Linked DNA regions of Mus musculus: region 1 is linked to region 2. The links are chromatin contacts, called in public HiChIP or PLAC-seq maps. All regions are on one chromosome and are shown on one strand. The core of a region is the stretch at or near the end of the contact, and the rest is flanking DNA. Distances in the headings are between cores, read along the strand shown. Region 1 overlaps Arhgap35 (Rho GTPase activating protein 35). Region 2 holds the start of Tmem160 (transmembrane protein 160).

The links. HiChIP or PLAC-seq counts read pairs in DNA pulled down with a chosen protein or histone mark.
Region 1: a CTCF HiChIP or PLAC-seq map of CD8 T cells shows a contact between it and region 2, with 6 read pairs. The contact joins the enhancer-like site here to the promoter of Tmem160 in region 2. A contact is called at or near these places in 7 of 15 datasets of contacts at CTCF or cohesin (CD8 T cells, the G1E-ER4 cell line, the NIH/3T3 cell line and 3 more), 69 of 484 Hi-C or Micro-C datasets (the AML12 cell line, B cells, CD8 T cells and 36 more) and 7 of 115 datasets of contacts at active chromatin or transcription factors (the SCID.adh cell line, astrocytes, double positive thymocytes and 1 more).

What each region holds. Positions count from the first base shown.
Region 1 is chr7:16,492,018-16,496,062 of GRCm38.p6, reverse strand. Arhgap35 (Rho GTPase activating protein 35) reads left to right here. Exons shown (of 7, transcript NM_172739.4): 7 at 1-1,590. Among named protein-coding and RNA genes, the nearest start is that of Npas1, 17 kb to the right of the region's middle. Within about 2 kb of position 2,487, at least 10 of the 459 cell types and tissues checked have an H3K27ac peak or open chromatin away from gene starts, as enhancers often do. A contact at or near this core is called in CD8 T cells, the SCID.adh cell line and double positive thymocytes, where this site is marked.
Region 2 is chr7:16,451,528-16,455,429 of GRCm38.p6, reverse strand. It overlaps Tmem160 (transmembrane protein 160), which reads right to left and starts at 2,651. Exons shown (of 3, transcript NM_026938.1): 1 at 2,260-2,651; 2 at 1,217-1,309; 3 at 1-269. The coding sequence starts at 2,467. The coding sequence ends at 4.

The DNA of each region.
Region 1 (4,045 bases), core at 1,238-3,737, 41 kb before region 2:
AATGGCTTCCATTCAGTAGCTTCTGTGTTGGTCCTTTGTAGAGATGGAAGTGGAGCCATCCTGCTGTGAACAGTTATGAACCAGGGGAGGCTGCTGCATGTGCCTATTATGTTGGCAGTGGGTGGCAGGCAGAGGCAGGCACGCGATTAGTAGAGCCCTGCTTGGGCCTCACTTTGTGGACACCAGGCTGGTGCACCTCCCTTTTCAGGCACTCTGAGTGTCCTTCCCACCCATGACAAGGCAACCACAGAAGTCAGAACAATCAGGCTTGAGTGGGTGGCCAGGTCAGCTACTGCCCTTCCCAGAAAGCCCTGGAGGTGACCATAGCCTGTCACCACCCAACATCACCACGGGCTGGGTTTTGTGTTTCACATTGGGTAGTATGCATTCTGTCTGCACTGTCCCACCTTCTCATCTCTACCTTTTAAGGGATATGGAAAGGTCTGGAGCTCTGTCTGACCCCACACTCTCCATTTTCCCCAGCCAAGGCAGACAGCAGCACTAGCAGACGGTCTTAGAACCTTCACACTGTCTCTACCACTACATGGAATGACATAAAAGCAACTTGTAGGCCAGAGGGGTGGGGTGAACCCTTCTGTGGTCTGTACCCCTGGTCTAGTGGGAGGAATCCCTGAAGACCTGCATCCCCTAAGTGAGGACCCTACAGGGTACCTTGTGCTCTGCCCCCAGACCCATAGCCTTAGCAGTGGGCCAACTACAATCCTCATCTCCTAAAGTCATCTACAGATGGCAGGTGGAAGAAAGTGGTTCTCCATTCCACATCCACTGCCAGTGTGCATGGGGAGGGCAGGGGATGGACTGGGTCACTCTAGGACTGCAGCAGCCAGGGACACTGTAGAGAGGCTAAGGCTAGAGGCACTATTACCCAACCATGAAGCCACCCAAGTAGTGGAGCCAGGACATAAGTTATTGTTCACATTAAAGAATCATGTTCCCTGTGTACATTTTAAGCAAAGGAAAAGTCTTGGGATTGTATGGGAATAAAACTTGTTTGAAAATTTGGAATAGTGCTGCTGTCAGCTTATTTTTCTGGTACTTGTATTTTCTATGTTAAATGATCTTTATATGTGTTGGATTAACAAATATTTTGAGTTTCCTGAAAACAAACAGAAACATTAATGGTATTGAAGTGTGTTAGTAGTCTGGCCGTGTGCCCAAACTTATGTTTCGCAGCAAAAGTGGAAACCTGTCTGTAAAGCAAGTGTAACGATGATTTCCTGTATCATGGGGGCTCAAACCAGGACCTCTCTAGTTGCTGTTAGGAATGTCTGCTTCATTTCCAAGCTTTTTTTTTTTTTTTTTTTTTTTTTTAAATACGTCATGGGTTTCTGAGGCTCCAGCCTGTTTAGTGCATGGGCAGCCATCCTGGCAGCCAAGACATCTCTGACAGAAGTGTTTTTGTTTGGTTTTGTTTTTTAAGATTATGTATTTGCTACAAAGTATTGTACTTGTCTCAATGGGAATGGTGTTAAAAAAGAAAAAAAGACAGAAAAGGCCTTATGTGATATGTATCATAGTTAATAAATCAATCTTGTAAAAAAAAAAACCATAAATAAAAACAGGCCTGAGAGAAATGAAGGGCCGCAGTCTCCACAGCAGCCTGGGGCCAAGTGGGGACAGTCCTACCCCTCATCCTCTGCAGCCGTGTTGAGAGGACAGAAGTCGGAGAACTGCAGATGGCCAGAAGCTTTGGAAAGTTGTAAGAAGTGAGAAGGCTAGCCACCTAAAGAAGCCACAGCAAAAACATTTCCACCACCCCTGAAAATACTGAAAGAGTAACTGTGGTGCACACATGTAGTCCTAGGACCAGGTGTGCTGAGACAGCTGGTTTTAAACATCTGTGTAAGGAAGTTTGAGTGGTTGTGAGTGTGGGCACATGGCTATCACGAAGGCCCATCAAAGAACACCTTGGTGAAGTAGGATCATCCCATCATCTGGATCCCAGATGGTGGCAAGTGCTCTTTCCTCTGCCTCCATTCCAGTGCTCTAGAATACTGTAACTCAGGCCTGCTGAGATTCTGATGGATCCCCACATGCACGCTTAACCTGACCTCCCTTGACCCTTCCTTCCCTATGGCAGGGGCCTAGAAGTTCCTCATACAGGATGTCTATCACAGCACCACCATGGATGGGGAAAAAACTCCAGGCAGCCTCAAACTTCAAGCCTACCTACCTACCTCCTCCTCCTCCACCTCCTCCTGAGTTTTGTTTTGTTTTGTTTTGCTTCAGGTTTCTCCATGTAACCCTGGCTGGCCTCCTATGTGTGAGTTAGAGGCAGTTGTGAGCCGCCCAATAAACCGAACTTGGGTCCTCTGCAAAAGCAGCAAGCTCTCAATCTCTGAGCCATCTCTCCATCCCCTATTCAGTTTTTTGTGGTTTTTTGTTTGTTTTTTGAAACATAGTTTTATATGAATGTGTTTTTGTGGGTAAATGCAGTGCCTGTGGAGGCCAGCAGAGGGCATAGGATCTCCTGGAACAGGGGTTACTAGTTGTGAGCTGGGAAGAGAATTCTGGTCCTCTATATAAACAGCATGCACCTTTAGCCACTAAGCCAACTCCACCCCAAGATGGTACTAATGTATAGCCCAGAGTGTTCCTATACTTGGTACAATCCTGAATCAGCTTCCTGAGTGCTGAGATTACAGGTGTAAGCTACCACTCACATGAGTCTAGAGTTCTAGTGGGCACATCTGTGACTCTCCTATGCCCAGCCAGAATGTCGTCACCTGATTCTAGGCTGGTGCAGTGGCACGTTGGGTAAAAGTACTTGCCACCAATTCCTGAGGACTTGATCCCTGGGACCTCCACAGTTGTCCTTTTGTTTTTATTGTTTAGTCTGGAGGAGCCCTCAATATGTAGCTGAGGCTAGCCTTGAACTGATTCTCCTGCCTCCAACTTCCCAGGTAATAGGGTTGCAGATAGGCTACTCCCCACCCCATGACTAGGAAGCTCTGAAGTGTACTTAACTTGGCATTAGATTGTCTCCACTCATTTAATTCAGAATCCCAGAGCATGTGCTCTGTGCCGGGCTCCAGGAAGCACAGCCACAGGCACAGCTCTGCCTGCCCAGAGCCCACTTCTCAGTGGAATTATCAGATGCTGTCACAGCTGTGTGACCAGTGGGTCGCTCTTTAAGCTCTCCCTGAGGAAGTGACTCAGTTAACAGCATATACTGCTCTTGCAGGGATCTGAATTCCGTTACCAGCACCTACACAGGCTAACTACTGATTGCAACGCTTCTGTCCTCCATCAATCCCTGTACTTATATGTACATGCACCTAATAGTAAATCCATGAAAGGCAGCCAAACCTGGTGTTACAGGCCAATCATAGTAGCTACTCAGGCTAAGGCAGGAGAATTTCCCTTTTCAGGCCTGCTTGAGCCACCAAGGAATTAAAGGTTTAGCAAGATTATCTCACAAAACGTAAAGGGAGGTGGGTGTGGATCAGTGGTAGAGTTTGCCTAGCATGCACAGGCAGAAGGCTATGTGTTCGGTCCTCAGGGCAAAAAGGGACAAAATATTAAGCCAAGTGTGCCTATAGTCTATAGGCATGCCTATAGTCCCCACAATCAAAACCTGAGGTGGGTGGGGTGCAGGACAGAGAGATGGCTCAGCAGTTAAGAACACTGGTCTTCCAGAGGATCTGGGCCCAATTCCCAGCACCCACACATATGGCAGCTCAAAATCGTAACTCCAAGATCTGACACCCTCACACAGAAGGCAGGCAAAACACCAATGCATGTAAAATGAGCACACGTTTTTAAAAAGCTGAGGCAGGTGGATTATGAGTTTAAGGTACACTTTGAGACCTCATCTCAAAATCACTAAAAAACATCAATAATGAGAGAGACAGTCCAAGCCAGAAAAGATTTGAGTGAATCCTAGCCTGGGCGCTGAGTCAGTTGGATTAGCACACTGCGAGAATGTGAACATGAGAAGGAGAGGTGGGGGTTGGCACATCTTAGAACTCCAGACAACAGAGTCAGTTGAATGTTGAGTGCACCTGTGAGAACCAAAGCTGGA
Region 2 (3,902 bases), core at 1,402-3,901:
TGTTTACTCAGGGGGTGGCCTGCCCGCTTCATCTGGGCCTTCTGTACTGGCTGCCCCATCATCCTCAGGCACCAGTTCCACGTCCAGTTCCAACTGGCCCATGTAGAGACCTACTGCACAAGCCCAGAGCAGACTGGCAGCCAACACTGCCCCCACACCAGCGGCAGCACCAGCAAGCGACAGTTGCATGGGTCCCCGCAGCGCTGCCAGACCCACCGCATAGGAGGCTCCGCCCCACACCACGCACAGGCCACCCAGCAGGAAGAAGCCTGTGGAAGAAGGAGCAGTAGTCAATAGTTACAGGGTCCAGCGTATCCCAAGGGGCTGACAGGGTGACGGGTGGGGAGGATGAGTCAGTACGAGCACAGGGCGGGACAAGGCTTCTAACGTCAGCTAGTGAGAGGCTGGAGCAGTGCTAGCTAACGGAAGGCTTACTCGGGCTACTGCGACTGCCTCAAAATAACACGGGAAGGGGTGGGGTGGGGGGGGCAGTCCTGGAGAGATGGCTTCAAGGTTAAGAGTACTTGTTGCTCTTTCAGATGGCCTGAGTTCAGTTCCCAGAACCCACATGGTGGCTCACAACCATCTGTACCTCCAGTCCGAGGGGTTCTTGTGCTCTCTTCTGGCTTCATGGGTACCAGGCATGCACATGGTCTCCATATACACATATACACATAAAATAAAAATAAATCTCAAAAAAACAAAAAGGCTGGTGATGTAGTTCAGTGGTCGAGCCCCTGCCTAGAATCCCCCAGTGAGGGACTGGGGGCGTGGCTCAAAGGTAGAGCACTTGGCTAAAAAATTCCAGTGGAAGGATGGCGATGTGTAGCTCAGTGACACAGCACTTAACTAGTAGGCTGCTTTCCTTCCCGTTATAGCAATACATAAACAAACAAACAAACAAATAAAGGCAGACAAGGACTCAAATACATGAGACTTTGTAAAAGGAAGTATGTGAGACTTGGAGGAGAAATTCAATATCCAAAGGGGCTGGTCTGGGGTATAAACAAAGGTGTCCACATAAGTCAAGGCTACTTGGAAACTGTCTGGTGGACTCCTCACAATGCCGATGAAGGAGGTGTAAGAGGAGATGTAACTAGTGAGGCAAGAGAAAATGGAGGGAGTGCTCTCCTTTTCCAACTGTTAGGGTAGGAGGACTCAGAACTGGAGGAAAAGGGGGAGGGGCCCATTTCCCATAGGGATGGTCTGTACTCACCATAGGCAGCTTCCCGGCCCATGTCACTCTGCATGAAGGAGATGACCCCAATGCCGGATGACAGAAGTCCATTTCGGAACCAGGAGAGAAAAGCTGCGGGGAGTTGGGGGATGGAGCTCTGCATCAGCAAGCCCTGCTTCCTAGATCCCCTCTCACCCTATTCAGCCACAAGACAAAAGTATTCTAGATGCGGATCCCTTCCGGGAAGCCCCATGCAAGTCCCATTCCTTTACCCTTCTGTCCCAGACGTTCAAAATCTAGAGCACGAATTGAAGTTTGAGGATAGAAAGTCTTCCCAAGTCTTCCCTTGTGCATCCTGCGGTCTTCCCTCTCTCCCTCAGACCTCTGGGACAAACTTCTCCAGCCTGTCCCTTCCCCTGTGTGGTAACCGCTCCTACCTAGCATGGCCTCATCCTTGCGTCCACACCTCCCCACCACTCAAGTACCTGAGTGCTGCCAAAAGGCTGTTCCCACTACTAGCCCCATTCAACACCAGACCAGCTCCAATCTCTCAACTCATTGCCTCGTTTGAGATTCCTCCCTCTGCAGTCTAGATCACCTCTCCCTCCAATCAGCAGCCACCTTCTCTACCATTGGTTACACGCTGGTCCAATCCGGAACTTCCCCATCTTCTGCGGGTAGCCACACTCTTGTTTTATTCCAAGTGGTCCCCTCTGTCTGTAATCCTAACGGATACCCCTGTCTCAAGCAACTTGTTCCCTCCCAGCTGCCTCTGGAACGGTCTCTCACCTAGGCAGTGTGGTGCTGCCAACTACTTCTTCCTAACCGTAGCCTCCTCCCCACCCCCACTAATCCCTGCTGTACCCCTTTAGCCAGGACCCGAAAGATGGTGTCCTATGCGGCCAGGCTGCAAAATCTCCAACCCCCAACACCGGTTCCCTGCGCTCACATGAGGAAGCTGCCCCCGCTGAGCACAGGCCCTGTTCCCAGCAGATGCTTGCCTTACTCTGGCCACCCACTCCCACGTGCACATTGAAACCCCTCTCCTTGTAGCGCGAACGACCCCGGCCCCTGCCACTGACCTGTCTCATGTGCCTTGCGGAGGAGCCAAGCGTCCGCGCGATCCAGCTCGGACACTGGAGGCGGCGACGCTCCCGCGCGTGGCCCGTGGCCCGGGGCGAAGGACCCGCGCGCGCCCCCGCTGCGGGGCCGCTGAGGAGGCTGCAGAGACCCCCGGAAGCGCAGGCGGGCCAGGCGCGCGACCCGAGCCCACCACCAGCCGCCTCCCATGGCTCGCAATGGGGCCGCGACACCAGCTCCGCCCCACGGGCCTACTGTAGGCTGGAGGTCACATCACTCATGAGGAGCGACACAACCATTGGTGATCTGCCCGCAACTCTATCCCGGAACGCAATACCTATTGGTGTATCTGGCTGTGTCTCCACTTCAGTTATATGTGCCGGTAGTGTGTGACCCACCTTATTTTTATCATCAGACTACAAATCCCAGAGATCAATGTACGGCAGGCAGTTCGACCTGCAGAAGGGTGCGGCGGAATATCTGCTGGGACTTGTAGTTTCAAAAAAGTTAATGCTCTCAACAGCCAGGAAACAAAACTTGTACTAGTTGCTTAGACTAGTTGCAAAACTGTGGTGAACTCACGGAAACAACTACCAGTTACCTCACTAAAGAGGACACATAACTATTTTGTTGTATTCCTCTTCAGTTTTTCTTCTATGCAGATTTTAATAAGATGTCATTTCTGGAAATTCATTCCTGTCTTTACTTAGATTCTTTCCAAAACGTTATTACCGGTACTGGGACTCAAACTTAGTGAGAGTGGCCGAGAGAGTATTTAACAGAAGAGAGACTGCAGAGGAGAAGCAGAGGAGGGGACAGAAGCAACAGACTCAAGACCTGGCAAAGATCTTGATAGCAGCCACAGCCAAACCACGGGACACATAAGAAATGCCTAAAACAGATAGTCTCAGGAGAAGGAGATAAGAGGGAGGGGGCTAAAGATCAAAGGTGCCCCTCCCAAGCCCAGGGCAGCCCTAAAGGTGAAAGGGAACCCAACAACTTGTTTGTAGATAATAAAGTTGAACTTTCTGCCTTGCTAAAACCTGAAGGTAAAGTCTCCTCATCAGTTTATAAGTGACTTTCAGTGGCAACAGAAACAAAAGAAACAACCAAGACCTCTTAGGGGCCCTGAAAAGTTCGGACTATTGTGCCTCCTCTAAGAAGGCTTTACTTTGCTAACTACAGGTGACCTCCCTAGAGCCAGGGGACTCAGGGCCTTGGCATCAGACAATGGCCAATCTGTCACCAATTGCCAGAAGCCGACCCCCACCTTGTGTATACACCAGTGCAGCAATGGCCTCCTGGTTAAAGATGACGCCAGGGTGACTCATTACCAGCCTCTCTTCTTGAATGCCCCAGGATGACTTTTCAGCTGCCCTGCTGCCTGACCCTGACCTTGATCGGTGGGCCTCTGCATGACTGCTCAGATCATATGTGCAGAGCCACTCCGGACAGGAGTATCAACCCACAAAGCTGAACTGGTGGCAGCTCTGACCAAGGCGTTACAGCTGAGAAAAGACAAGAGACACAGATAGCCAGTGTGCCTTTGCTACTGCTGATATCTATGGGACTATTTATATAGAGAGAGGCCTTCTGGCGGCAGAAGGACAGACTAAACTCCGTCCCAGAGGGCAGTGAGACAGCC